Linked DNA regions of Mus musculus: region 1 is linked to region 2. A link is a contact called in public HiChIP or PLAC-seq data. All regions are on one chromosome and are shown on one strand. The core of a region is the stretch at or near the end of the contact, and the rest is flanking DNA. Distances in the headings are between cores, read along the strand shown. Region 1 overlaps Nrip1 (nuclear receptor interacting protein 1). Region 2 has its middle 16 kb from the start of Gm30569.

Evidence for each region. HiChIP or PLAC-seq counts read pairs in DNA pulled down with a chosen protein or histone mark.
Region 1: a contact with region 2 is called in a CTCF HiChIP or PLAC-seq map of CD8 T cells, with 6 read pairs. The contact joins two enhancer-like sites. A contact is called at or near these places in 5 of 39 promoter capture datasets (the 3T3-L1 cell line, the HPC-7 cell line, hematopoietic stem and progenitor cells and 1 more), 1 of 15 datasets of contacts at CTCF or cohesin (CD8 T cells), 16 of 484 Hi-C or Micro-C datasets (the Ba/F3 cell line, CD4 T cells, the G1E-ER4 cell line and 8 more) and 11 of 115 datasets of contacts at active chromatin or transcription factors (CD8 T cells, bone marrow-derived macrophages, differentiating embryonic stem cells and 7 more).

What each region holds. Positions count from the first base shown.
Region 1 is chr16:76,351,396-76,357,944 of GRCm38.p6, reverse strand. It overlaps Nrip1 (nuclear receptor interacting protein 1), which reads left to right. Exons shown (of 4, transcript NM_173440.3): 2 at 5,396-5,473. Among named protein-coding and RNA genes, the nearest start is that of Nrip1, 18 kb to the left of the region's middle. Within about 2 kb of position 3,449, at least 45 of the 459 cell types and tissues checked have an H3K27ac peak or open chromatin away from gene starts, as enhancers often do. A contact at or near this core is called in CD8 T cells, where this site is marked.
Region 2 is chr16:76,281,324-76,287,285 of GRCm38.p6, reverse strand. No RefSeq gene overlaps it. Among named protein-coding and RNA genes, the nearest start is that of Gm30569, 16 kb to the left of the region's middle. Within about 2 kb of position 3,290, at least 22 of the 459 cell types and tissues checked have an H3K27ac peak or open chromatin away from gene starts, as enhancers often do. A contact at or near this core is called in CD8 T cells, where this site is marked.

The DNA.
Region 1 (6,549 bases), core at 2,200-4,699, 70 kb before region 2:
AGAAGAAGAAGTTACTGTGCTCATGGCTTCTCAGAACATGTAAGCTCAGGGCTTGGTGGTGTGGGGAAGCAACAATGTTGCCCAGAGCCACCAAGAGGAGCTAGGGAGGAGACTGGGCTGGCGTTTATTGGGATTTCCATGGGACAAGCAATGAAGGGCTGGGCAGGGAAAGCAACTTTTAAGACTAGGGAGTCTTAAATGTAGCCATTTAATTCTAGGTAGTACAATGGCTAGGAACTAATGACCTACATCTTCTTATATATAACAATATGATCGCTGATATCATATAGTAGCTTGAGTTAGGTATAGGTTTGGACCTGGTATACAGGAATCATCTTCGTTTGCTTCAGTAGTGTGAAACAAGCAGAACGATATAGTTTGTGGGCCACATGGAGGGGGTGGAATCTTGATTGATCACTGTGCCTACCAGAGGCATGGTGGCATTGTGTCCTAGGCTGTTCCAGAGGGAAAGTCTTTCAGATAAATAGATCATTATGATGTTGAAGCATTGTGATCTACAGAAAAGGAAAAGGAAAATGTCAGAGCCCCATGCGGGCACGGTGGGTGGAGTTTGCTCCAGTCGTCTAAGCGTGTGATGCAGAATTGGCGTGTGCACCTTCTCGCTGCAGAGGCCGGCCAGAACTTCCGTGTAACTGGGTTATAGGCCCAGCCCCCTTTCTTCAACCCATGCTTCTCCACACGGAACGCAGAGACGAATGCACATTTAATATTCCATTTCTAAGTATGATCCAACACCCGGAGATCACTTTCCCTCATCTTCTTTTTCATTTTGTGTGATGTTTTTCTTTCCAGAAAGCTATGCTATACTGTTAAGATAATTGGTTTCCAGTTATACCAATATTTAACAATAAACGGTGGTCAAGTTGTGATTATAAACCTTGGCATCTATGTCTTGTAAATGTCCGAGGAGTGGGAAAATCCTGACATTTTGTGGCTGTTTTAGAACTTAGGATAATATCACAATCAATGTGCTAGGAGCTTAAACCACTGTCAGTGAGGTGGGCTTTGAAGAAGTGTCGAGAGAAACAATGTGGCCTTTTTATTAGAAAACAAAAATGCCACTGGAAGTGTTAGTGCAAATAAAAAGATGTAGCAAAGTCCACTGGAAGCAGTGCTGGGAGTTTGAACTCAGCCTCACACCCGTTCTGGTTAAAAAAGAGAGAGAGAGAGAAATTCCTCTTGTAAAGCTAAAAATTGACCTTGAATTGTATTTCAAAACGAAGCTCATCCAAAGCAAATTAATTTATATATACAAATAAAGCCTTCTAATTTATTACTTTAAAAGGACACAGTGGGGGTAGGGAGGAGGCTCAGTCAGCAAGGCGCTTGCCGTGTAAGCATGAGAACAAGGAGTCAGATGCTTAGAACCTGCAGTCTTTTAACACTTGGGCTGTGGACGCAGGGCCCAGCTAGACCAGCACGATGGGCTGGTGCGCTCCACCTTCAGGCAGAGCCTCTGTCTCAGAACATGCGATGGACACCCAGCCTCAGCTTCTGACCTCCACAGGCGTGAGCATCCAGAAAAAGAGAAGGTGACGTATGTGATCTGATGCTATTGGAGCGAGTTAGACATACAGCGTGGTAGGTGTGCACTCAACCCATCCCAGTTCTTCCTAGAGGATCCTAGGTTGCAGTGGGCTGGGCCCCATGCCATCAGAGGTGTTAGCGCAATGGAAAGCTGTAGGGAAGTCCATAGGAAGCCGTGCTGGGAGTTTGAGTTCAGCATCATACTCCTTCTGATCAAAAACTATGTGCGAGAATTTCCTCTTATAGAGCTAAACATGTTTTCACTTCTCTACAGAGAGAAGGTGACGAAGCACGGCTTTTGTAGTGTCGTTTCTCTTCCCCTAAGTCATTTTTATATTGCAAAAGGTTGGTTTAGGTGGCATAGTGTCAAAGGGTTTGCTTAGTAAATTAAATATAGGAGACTTGACTGAGAGAAGCATTTTGGGACAGTTTCCTGGGATAGTACATTAAACCCCAAACAAACAAACATTTGATGCTTTATGTTGGTGCTAATATATCTAATGTATATATTAGCTATATAATATATATTATATCTATAGATAATAAAAGAATCTAATATATCTATATATACCTATCTATCTATCTATCTATCTATCTATCTATCTATCTATCTATTCGTATTTTACAGCCCATCTGTGTAGTTTACTTTCCTTTCTTTAGGTGAATTAAAGTGTTGTGGTATCTAATTTATTTTAGACTTGCATTTTATTATGGTAGAGGAACTGTTTTATAGGGTTGTTGTTTCAGTGTATCTTGATACGTTTTGGCGTTTGAAGAGTACTCCTTGTGCCCTGTCATTTATGGTAGTGGATTTCTTTCAACCTATGGTATTTCCTTTCTTTTATTAATGCAGTATGACTGGACCCGAGACATTGGAAGTGCGGTCTTCTAGTCAGTTAGTGGAACATATGCTTGTTCCACTTATTAAAAATGAAACAGAAACTCATGGCTTTTTCTTTTTAATCTGGAGATGGAAAGATCTTGTGCATGTTATGTAAGCACTCCACCACCGAGCTACCACCTTACCCTCATAGATCTTTTTTTTTTAAGGAGGAAAGAAAATCTTAATTAAAATACAACTACATCAATTCCCCCTCCCTTTTCCAGCCCCCACCCCATTCAAATTCATGGCCTGCTTTTCTCTAGTAGTTATCTTTAAATAGGTAAATAAATGCAAAAGATACATAAAAAACAACCTGCCCAGTCGAATCCCTTTGCTATACTGGTGAGAAGACTATTTCTCCATTCTCTCCTGCTTAGCTTCTTAGTTGTAGTTATCTGTAGTTGTGTGTCTATGGGTGGGGACCAGTAAGATCCTCTAGTCCCCTCCCCCATGCTTGCATGTTGATTGGTGGTGTCATTGCCCAGACCTTGTTTATGCAGCCATATTGTTGAGGATTCGTGGGTGATGCCTCCCAGTCATTTTTGCCAGATACAATCTCGTAGAGGACTTCCTGTTCTCTGGCTTTTATTATCTTTGTGCTCCCTTCCTCCATAAGTTTCCTTGACCCTTATGTAAGGTTGTTGTGTTATATATGGGTCAACTAGGGAAACAATTATAAACAAAGGGTGCTGTATACATTACAGAGTTAGAATTTTAATATACATAACATCCTTTATTTATAACTGTATATACGTACACATATATTAGTTTCTAGAAATCGTTGTGTGATGGTAGAAAATACTAGCTCTATCATGTGTTTTGGGTTTTTTTTAATGCTGCTAAAGGATATGGAATGCCTCTTTACCCCAGTTTTAGGCAGATATGAGAGCCAAGAGTATGTGATGGACTTATTCAAACATATTCTTATTGTTCTGTATGTGATTGTAAAGTGGGCCTGAGTGTGCGTGCACAGATGTGCCGGCATGCATGGGTGCGTGCACCTGTTGATTGCATCACTCCTTTGATGTCTCCTAACTCGGGGTGAAGGGGGTGCTTCCTGTCCTTGTCAGTGGATCTTTTCTCCTAGGTACACGTCCTGCTTTTCTGTGTTCTGTGACCTTGCAGTCATGACTTCAGCCCAGAATAGTTTCAAAGTCATGTAAATGAATGCAATTAAGGTATTGCTTATCAACGTCCATAGTTCAGACGGAACCTTACTGGATGCAGAGGCTTGTTTGTCTCATGAGGAAGGTCAGAATAAGGTTAAATTGTATTACATAAAATGATACAGGGATGTTTTTATTAAGCTGATTGAAAAAAAAATGTCATAATTGAAAAAATCCTAATGTTTTTCCCCTCTAATTATCTGAATGTCTTCTTCATTTTTTTTTCCTTTTTGTTAGTTTTTTGTTTGCTTGATTATTCTCTGGAATAAACAACACTTTCAAGGAGATGTCTTTTGTCTACTTGTAAAGCCTTGGATTGGGACATCTTACTCAGTTACAATTCTAGGTGTAATGACGAGCACAGCTAAGCTGACAACTTGGCTGCTGATGGGAGGTGGCTCTGGGCTTGCTAATGTATGTCCTTAGAAGACTTGTGCAGTGTTGGTTACCAGGCAGGTGACACGGGACATTTAAACTGTAGGAAAGACAGTCCCACTACACGGGTAGGCCTATCGTCTGTGGGATAGACAGAGCTCCAAAGTAGACCCTGGAGGCTGTATGGAGAAAGGGCTGAAAGTGTGACTGTGTGGATATAAAGCAATTAAGAGAAAAATAAGTACCATTCACTCTCCTTTTGTGATTTTTTTCCAAAGTAGGTTGTACTCATCGATTCAGGATTTAAGGCTCCTGTTTACTTAACAGCTCTTTACTGAGAGTCAGCTAGATGCTCTTGCAACAGACATGACAGATACTTGGGGCCCGTAAAAGAAAAATGAGTGACTCCCAGTCACAATGAGAACAACAATAAGTAGACACAACATTACTGAGAGATGGAGTGTTATAAGCCTGTTTAGCTAGCATGGGCGGGGGGGGGGGGGGAGGCACCACACCAAGAAATCTGGCCTCTGTATAAAGAGACTGAAAGCTCCAAGTAAAATGAAGGTGAACTAGCTTCGTATTAGGTTCGTATTTTGGTTTATAGATTTTTTTTGTAATGTTATGATCCTGGAAAACGTATCCTAAGTTATGGATTAGACACTGAAGAGGCCAACTATGTAAACTCTTGAGTCCAGTAGAACAAAGATGTAGTAAGATCAAGGTGTGTCTATCATACCTTCCCAATCACTGGTTGACTGCACCGTTGGCCCATTGATCAGCATAACCATTAAAAGCCCATGCCTGTACAGTGGAGGCCATGTCTCTGCTGGCCAAATGTATCTTTCAGCCAGGAATATCCTTTGTAGCCTTTGGGCCGTCTGCTTCCCAAGATAGTTATATAGTTATGGATAGAGCTACAAAGTCTTAAGCACTTGTAAGAGCAGGGTGGAGGGTGGGGTGGCTCAGTTGTGTGGGTCTTGAATTGAGAGAAGGTGATAGTGTTGAGCTGTGGTTTCAAAAGTTTGGACACACCTCCAACCTTCTCCTTGTCGCTGCCACTTTGAGAGGATACAGACAGAAGCAGCTGGGTGTTTTAAACCTTTCTATGAATGTCAAGTACTCCCGATGTGGTTTTCCACAGAAATTCATCTCTATCCTAGCAAGGGAGAGTCTACTGTTAGCCTGAAGACAGGCGTCTAAGTAATTCTACAGCGTAAGTGGTTTCATCATTAGACGCGGTTTCATTAGCAGCCATAGTCAAGGGAAGCGTGCATGCCTATGTGAGACTCAAAATACAGTCGTCATCTGTCGCTTCTTGGAGATAAATTATCTTAGTCCACAGTTAATACTCCAGTTTCAAACACCTTATCGAAATCATTTCACGCACTCAAAGTAACGCATGTCTCTCTCTTGCTTTCAGAAGGCGTGGACTGTGAGCGGTTGCAGAGCTGTTCTCAGGACATAATCCTTTAACATTCGGGAGGAACACATCCAGGAGGTATTGACTGTTCTTTGTCTCGTTGCCCCATTTCTAAAATAAATTACTTAGAGTCCCCCCTTTCTGTGGTAGGAACGTGAGACTGTTACGTTTTGTTCTGTCATTTTCCTTAACGTTCATCTGTTGGTACACCAGCTTGGCGTTTGTCCCAGTCTGTCTGTCCTATCCATATCTCTCTGAGGCGCGGTGCAGTAGGTTATGGTGGCCAGGGGATGTGTTGGAGCAAAGTCCCTGAAATTTTCTTTCTGGACAGGGTGCAAGCCAGAGGTGGAAGTGGGCTGGGGAAATGGGAATGGGAACAAGATACACCCTTGGACGCCTTAGGGGTAGCGCCCTACATCTCCTAACTAGATCCGACCTCCTAGTTACCTATTCAGTTGTGTATTCATCAGAGGTTCGATCCATTGATGTAGCTAATGCCCTCCTGATCCAGTTCCTTTCAGTAAACCTGGAGAGCTATACCAAGCCTTTAATAAATGGGCCATCTTGGGGACCACCTCATTGGTAAACCCCAATGCATAAGTTTTTTTTGTAATGTCCTCTTTCATAGTCTGTCTTGTATGTGTCTCCTTTAAACCGTGCTGCTAGTTCTCTTGCCTGGAGCAGAAATGGATGATGTGCGTATAGGCAAATGTAGATAATCTAGTGTGCATCTGTTAAGGTGACAGTGAGTAGAGTTCACTGGGTGAAGACTCATGGCTCACATCCCCAGGACACAGCAAATATCGTATCGGTCTTCTCTGTTAGTTCAGTCGGCTAGCTCTCAAGCAGTATGAATACAGAGGACGGGGTGAACATTGCTCTGTTTCCCAGAGTATTAGAAAGCTTCGTTCTGAGGAGTTTTGCTCTGAAAAAAAATTCTTGGAATTTTTACTGTAGTTTCAGGAAAAAAAAAAAAAAGATCAGGATTGTAAAGAATTTGGAATGATTTTTATTAACTGAAGATAATAATTAACTATTATAATTGCACATTTAAAGAAAGAAGCATTCAACTGTGGTAGTAAGGAGAATTGTTCATTTTTCAAGGCCTGCGTGAATATCCATTTATGAAAATGTATCATTATCTCAGAAGACAA
Region 2 (5,962 bases), core at 2,041-4,540:
AGAGAAGTTGAATGAGGTGAGGAGTTGAATGAGGTATACATGTGTGAGCAGTGACCCGTATACATGTGTGAGCAGTGACCCGTATACACGTGTGAGCAGTGACCCGTATACATGTGTGAGCAGTGACCCGTATACACGTGCGAGCAGTGACCCGTATACATGTGTGAGCAGTGACCCGTATACATGTGTGAGCAGTGACCCGTATACATGTGTGAGCAGTGACCCGTATACATGTGTGAGCAGTGACCCGTATACATGTGTGAGCAGTGACCCGTATACATGTGTGAGCAGTGACCCGTATACATGTGTGAGCAGTGACCTGTATACATGTGTGAGCAGTGGTGGAGAGCATTTTCCTTTTGCATGTGCAGTAGCAGAGACTGAGCACAAGGCCCCGATCTGAGCAAGAGTTCGACCCACTGAGCTGTCTTCACAACTCAGTTTTCCCTCTGGAGACAAGGTCTCTCTAAGATACCTAGGGTAACTAGGTAACTTAGTTGGGGGGCCTCATGTCAGCTGGTGTGTGCTGCCTGGTTCTTGAGATCACTTTATTGTCCACACAAGCTTTGGACATAGATTGTTCTTTGGCCTCGTAAAAAGCTAAAAGTTATAGATCTGAGCCTTCAGACCCAGCTTATTTAGGGGGCGGGGGGGGGGGCAGGGATAAACATTTGTTTTTCTAGCAATCTGATACAGTAATGGTTTATATTTCTTCATGAGCTATTGGTACTTCAGGAGGAAGGCATTTTCCTGGCATCAGATTCGATTTTCTGGCACTAAAAACTTCTTCCAATCCCAGCAGGTATTTTCAGCAGGTTTATAGATGTTTAGGCTGAGGTACAGCTCAGTGGCAGAGGCCTCTCTAACACTCACACAAGCCCCAGCCCAAAACTTAAAGACACACCTTGCTATTGTACAGGCTTTTGTGCATAATGGCAGGTTTTGTCTTACTGGTTACATAGACTCGAACTTCAAAATGAGAGGTGGAAAAACCATGTTTTTATTTACATGGTGAGAAAACCTAAGTGCATTTGCCTGAGATAGATGGATGGATGGATGGATGGATGGATGGATTGACTGATTGATTGATTGATTTTGAACTCCAGATTTTATCCCCTTCCCAGTCCACCCCCATACCTCCTCCCTGCCCCCTTGTCTCCACAGGGATGTCCCTACTCTGCCCCCACCCCCACCAGACCTCTAAACTCCTTGAGACCTCCAGTCTCTTGAGGGTTAGGTGCATATTCTCTGAGTAAACTCAGACCCAGCAGTCCTCTGCTGTATATGTGTTGGGTGCGTCATATCAGCTGGTGTATGCTGCCTGGTCGGTGTTCCAGTATCTGAGAGATCTCTGGGGTCCATATTAATTGAGACTGCTGGTCCTCCTACAGAATCTCCCTCCTCCTCAGCTTCTTCCACCTTTGCCCTAATTCAGTCATAAGGGTCAGCTGCTTCTGTCCATTGGTTGAGTGAAAATATCTGCATCTGACTCGGGCGCTTGTTGGGCAGTCATGATAGGTCAATTTTTGTGATTGCTCCGTAGCCTCAGTAATAGTGCCAGGTCTTGGGGCCTCCCCTTGAGCTGGTTCCCGCTTTGGGCCTGTTGCTGAACCTTCTTTTCCTCAGGTTCCTCTCCATTTCCATCCCTGCAGTACTTTCAGACAGGAGCAATTATGGGTCACAGTTTTGTCTGTTGGATGGCAACCCCATCCACCCTGAATGTGCCCAATCTCACCTGAGATGAATCTTTAAAAGCACTACCAGTTTATGTGTGTGTGTGTGTGTGTGTATGTATATGTATATATGTGTGTGTGTGTGTGTGTGTGTGTGTGTGTGTGTGTGTGTATATATATATATATATATATATATATATATATATATATATATATATACTAAAGCACAGTGTCTTTAATACGAAGAGTCTTCAAAGCCAAATTGAGTTGGGATTACCCATGCTTGCAAGGTTCTATTTCATGCTTAATTGGCTTGGGGAATATCAACAACAACAAATTGAAATTTTATTCCCTGCCACTGGGATCACTAAACTGACCTGTTCTGCTAGAGCAAATAGATTTTAAATATTAAATTGGTAAATGTGCTGTGCCCTTCTGGTTTTTGTTCCCCAAAATTTGTAGGTAAGAGGATACTATGGTGGCTCGTAAGGGTAGGTGTTCTGCTGGCAGCATGTGGCATTGAGTTAATCCTCCAGTCCTGTAAGTAGTTAATGTAATACTATTTACGTTTTCAAGATGCTATCTTCTAGAGTAGGCTAAAGACCTCTCCTCCAGAAATCAGTAAATATATTCCCAAATTAGCAGGATAATTGGAACTAGTCTTAAAATCCTCTAAGTTTCTGCCACACTTGACCCACTCCAATGAGCATGTGTAAGGATATATATTGGAATTTTTGAGCCTTTTTAATGTCACAGAGAAGAGGAGCTGCTGTCTGCCTCTTGGTTTTTCCAACCATAATGGAAATGTTCCCCCAACTTTGAGAAAACTGTGCAGTCCTTTTCTAGTGATCTCTTCTCATTTGTGTTTGTCACTGTTGACCTTTGAGACCACTGTCCAAGAGGCAATGGTTTACAGGTATGGTTCCTGCGTGATCAGTACGCCAGGGAAGAGGGCTGCTCCAGGTTTATTGCCTTAGGCTTTTTAATTCAAAGACAACAGTGGGATGCGTTTCCTATAATCAGAAAGCTCCACTTTTCCTAAGAGGCTGAAGCCTTTCTTCCATCAGCCATTGTGTGAGTCTTCCCGAAAGCTAGGGGTAGCCCCTTGAAGTTTTGAGCACCCCATTGGCTGTGTTAGCCAGCCTTGTGGTATCTTCAAGCATGCCTTTACCTCTGGCCTGGTTTTGGGCATTGATTCTTCTTTGACAGCCACATGGGCAACTTTGAATGTAGTTGTTTTCTCAGGGAGAGAGCAAGAACCATCTTCACTTGGCCCCCTTCATACCTTCATAGGCTCCCTCTGTGCTGACTAGCTGTATGTTAACTGGGCACAGGCTGGAGTCATCTGAGGTGAGAGAATCCCAACTGAGAAAATGCCTCCGTAAGATCAGGCTGTAGGCAAGCCTACAGAGCATTAATTAGTGATTAACGTGGGAGGGTCCAGTCCATTGAGGGTGGGGACACCTCTAATCATGGGCTCTAAAAGAAAACAGGCTGAGTGAGCCACGGGAAGGAAGCCAGTAAGCAGCTCTTTCATGGCCTCTACATCAACTCCTGCCTCCAGGTTCTTGCCCTGTTTGAGTTCCTGTCCTGACTTCCTCTGATGATGAACTGTGATAAGGAAGTATAAACCAAACAACCCCTTTCCTCCCAGGTGTTTCAGCACAGCAATAATAACTCTAACTAAGGTACCCACAAAAAACAAATTGACTCTCATTTATCTCTACTTGGAGCAAAGCATCATTCACTTAGTTAAACTTATCAAAGCAGGCACCTGAGCACTGGCTTCACGGTTTTGGTCTCAGGTTAGGCCTGAGAGGAGACTCTGTATAGGCTGTGTGGCTATGAAGAATCCATGGGGTATCCCCACTTGTACAGGAACCTATTTGGTTTTCTCAGGAGTGAGGGGATGGAGCAACCAGCTATAGTTCCCTCAGGGGAACAGTAGTAGGTACTGGCCAGGCCAGAAGGTAGGAGTGCTACCCCTCATTCTGCTGAAAGACTGGGTGCTGAAAATCAAACACATATGTGAAAAGCCCAATCTAGTCACCAGGAGATTTTCCAGGAAGTGTGATGAATATTGTGTCTCCCACAAAGAAGCTATGAACTTCCACCCACCCACGTCCTTTCCTCTTTTTGAATTTGTTTTCTTCCTGCTAATAAAACTAAAAAGTCCCTCACAAGATCAAAGCTTTCAGATTTGATAACATCCCTTAACCCCCACCCCCCTTGGCAGTCTGAAAGCTTTAAAAGTGTGGTGGGCATTTATACTATAACTAAAGCCTTTTAGGAGGAAGGGGCGGGGCGTGGCTTTACAGGATAGTACTGTAGGCTTGTGCAGGCTAGCCTTCGATTTGCAGCAGTCTAGATTCATTTTCCCAGGGTTTGGGATTATAGGCATGAGCCACCATCTCCTACCCATTCTTGCTTTCCTAAAGACCTTCCTCCCTGGAAACAAACAACACGTTCTGTCCCTACCTCCCATCCTAGCCAGAGAGAGAGAGAGAGCTGTTGACATGTAATCCATTTGGTTTTATAACCCAGTGTCTTTCAGAGTGCCAAGATCATCTGTGTTCAACATTCTCTTCCATTAAGACTCCTTCCTATACCGACATTCAGTGATACTAACCATCCGGCCCTTCAAACAGCTCAGACTTCAAGTTCCTTCTAAGTATCCAGCCATCCTAAAGTTTATGTTTCCTCTAACTTATGTCTACCCATCTACGTTGTCATACTATTAACTTCTGAAGTTCAGCTTACCCCAGTCTCAAATTCAGTGTGCATGCTCTCTGCCAGGTTTTTCTAATCACCCTTTCCCTATGTTGGAAAACCATGACTCCAGATGGAGTTCCTCCTTGACTTTGGTTTATGATCACTATCATTCATCTGAGATTTCCTTAATCTGTTGCTTCCCACCCATCTCATATGCTGTCACTCTGAGTTTTAACTTGTCATTTCAAGTTTTCTGTATCTACTGGGCCTTCCTCCTCCCATTTCTTTAAAGACATTCTAGTTCAAAAGCATAAGAACCCACTGGGCTCTTCAAACAAAACCACTGATGACAACGGAAGCCTAGTTGAATTCAGTTAGATTCTTCCATGTATCCAAGGTCTTAGACATCTGTCCCTACATGCAGTATGACTCACTGTCTCTGAGCACTCCTGCCTAGGTGCCATAGGTACCTTCAGTCCCTTACCATTCTTTGCCTAAGGATTATTCACCACTATGGGATCAATGTGTTGGTGAGCCCACTACAAATGCTTAACACTTTTTGTAAGCTTCCCTTATTGCACTCATTAGAATAAATAGTATACTTCAGACTACTGTTAAAAAGTCAAAGGCAAGCAAACAGGTTCTTAATGATAAAGATTCTCGACCTCATGGAAGCTACAATTAATACTAGCCTACTTCAGATTCCCCCAAGGAACTACGAATTTCTGTGGATACAGAAATGACAACGGGTACCCAACTAGCTCAGCCATCAGCCATTGGAGTGTTTTGAATGTGGCAACTTCCCTATTGTGACCAAATCACTAGGATTTGGATGGAGCCGTACATGACTAATGAATGTACATAGCTTGATGTAGAGCTTATCTCATGTGGTGCTAAGCTGCTAGATAAGATTTCCCTTTCTTCTGATTGCACAGAATTGGCATAAATGTGTTTAGCAAGGGTGTTCTGTTTGCCGAGGGTTGGAATGAGAATTCATTTCCTATCCCTTGAGAAGAAATAAGATCTTGTCTGAAACTTCGTTGCACCCAGAATATTTGTGACTAGCCCTGAAAATGTAAATCTAGAGTATATTCAGGATGAGTAGGTGTTTTCGGTGACGATGAACCAGTTCACTCTCTCTAGTGAAGCAGTGCTGATAAAGGCCATTCCCAATTTCCACTCGTTATAAGACTGGAGGTTGTAAGGAAGAGAGGAGGGATGTCTGCCGTCAAGGCTTTTTAACATAAAAGGGATATTTTGGAGTTAGTCCTTAATTGAAGGACCATGAGGACAGATGGCTATAGTAAGAATGAGAACAGCAGTTACAAGTCCAGCATCCCTGCTTTTGCTTAAGTGAGGTCATTTCCTTATGTCCCAGATTTGACTTTCTGGACTGAAAAGGGAAAAAAAAAAAATAAGTTTTTGCTTTTTTTGCTTGAGAAAAGCAGGATGTCTTTTAATCTTAACTATTTAAAGGATAATCCTTTCTTCCTACATCAAAGATAAGAAGTCTGTTGGGAATCTATACATTTAAATCAGATTTATTTCTAGTGTGTTTTTGTCCTGGGGTAAGAATG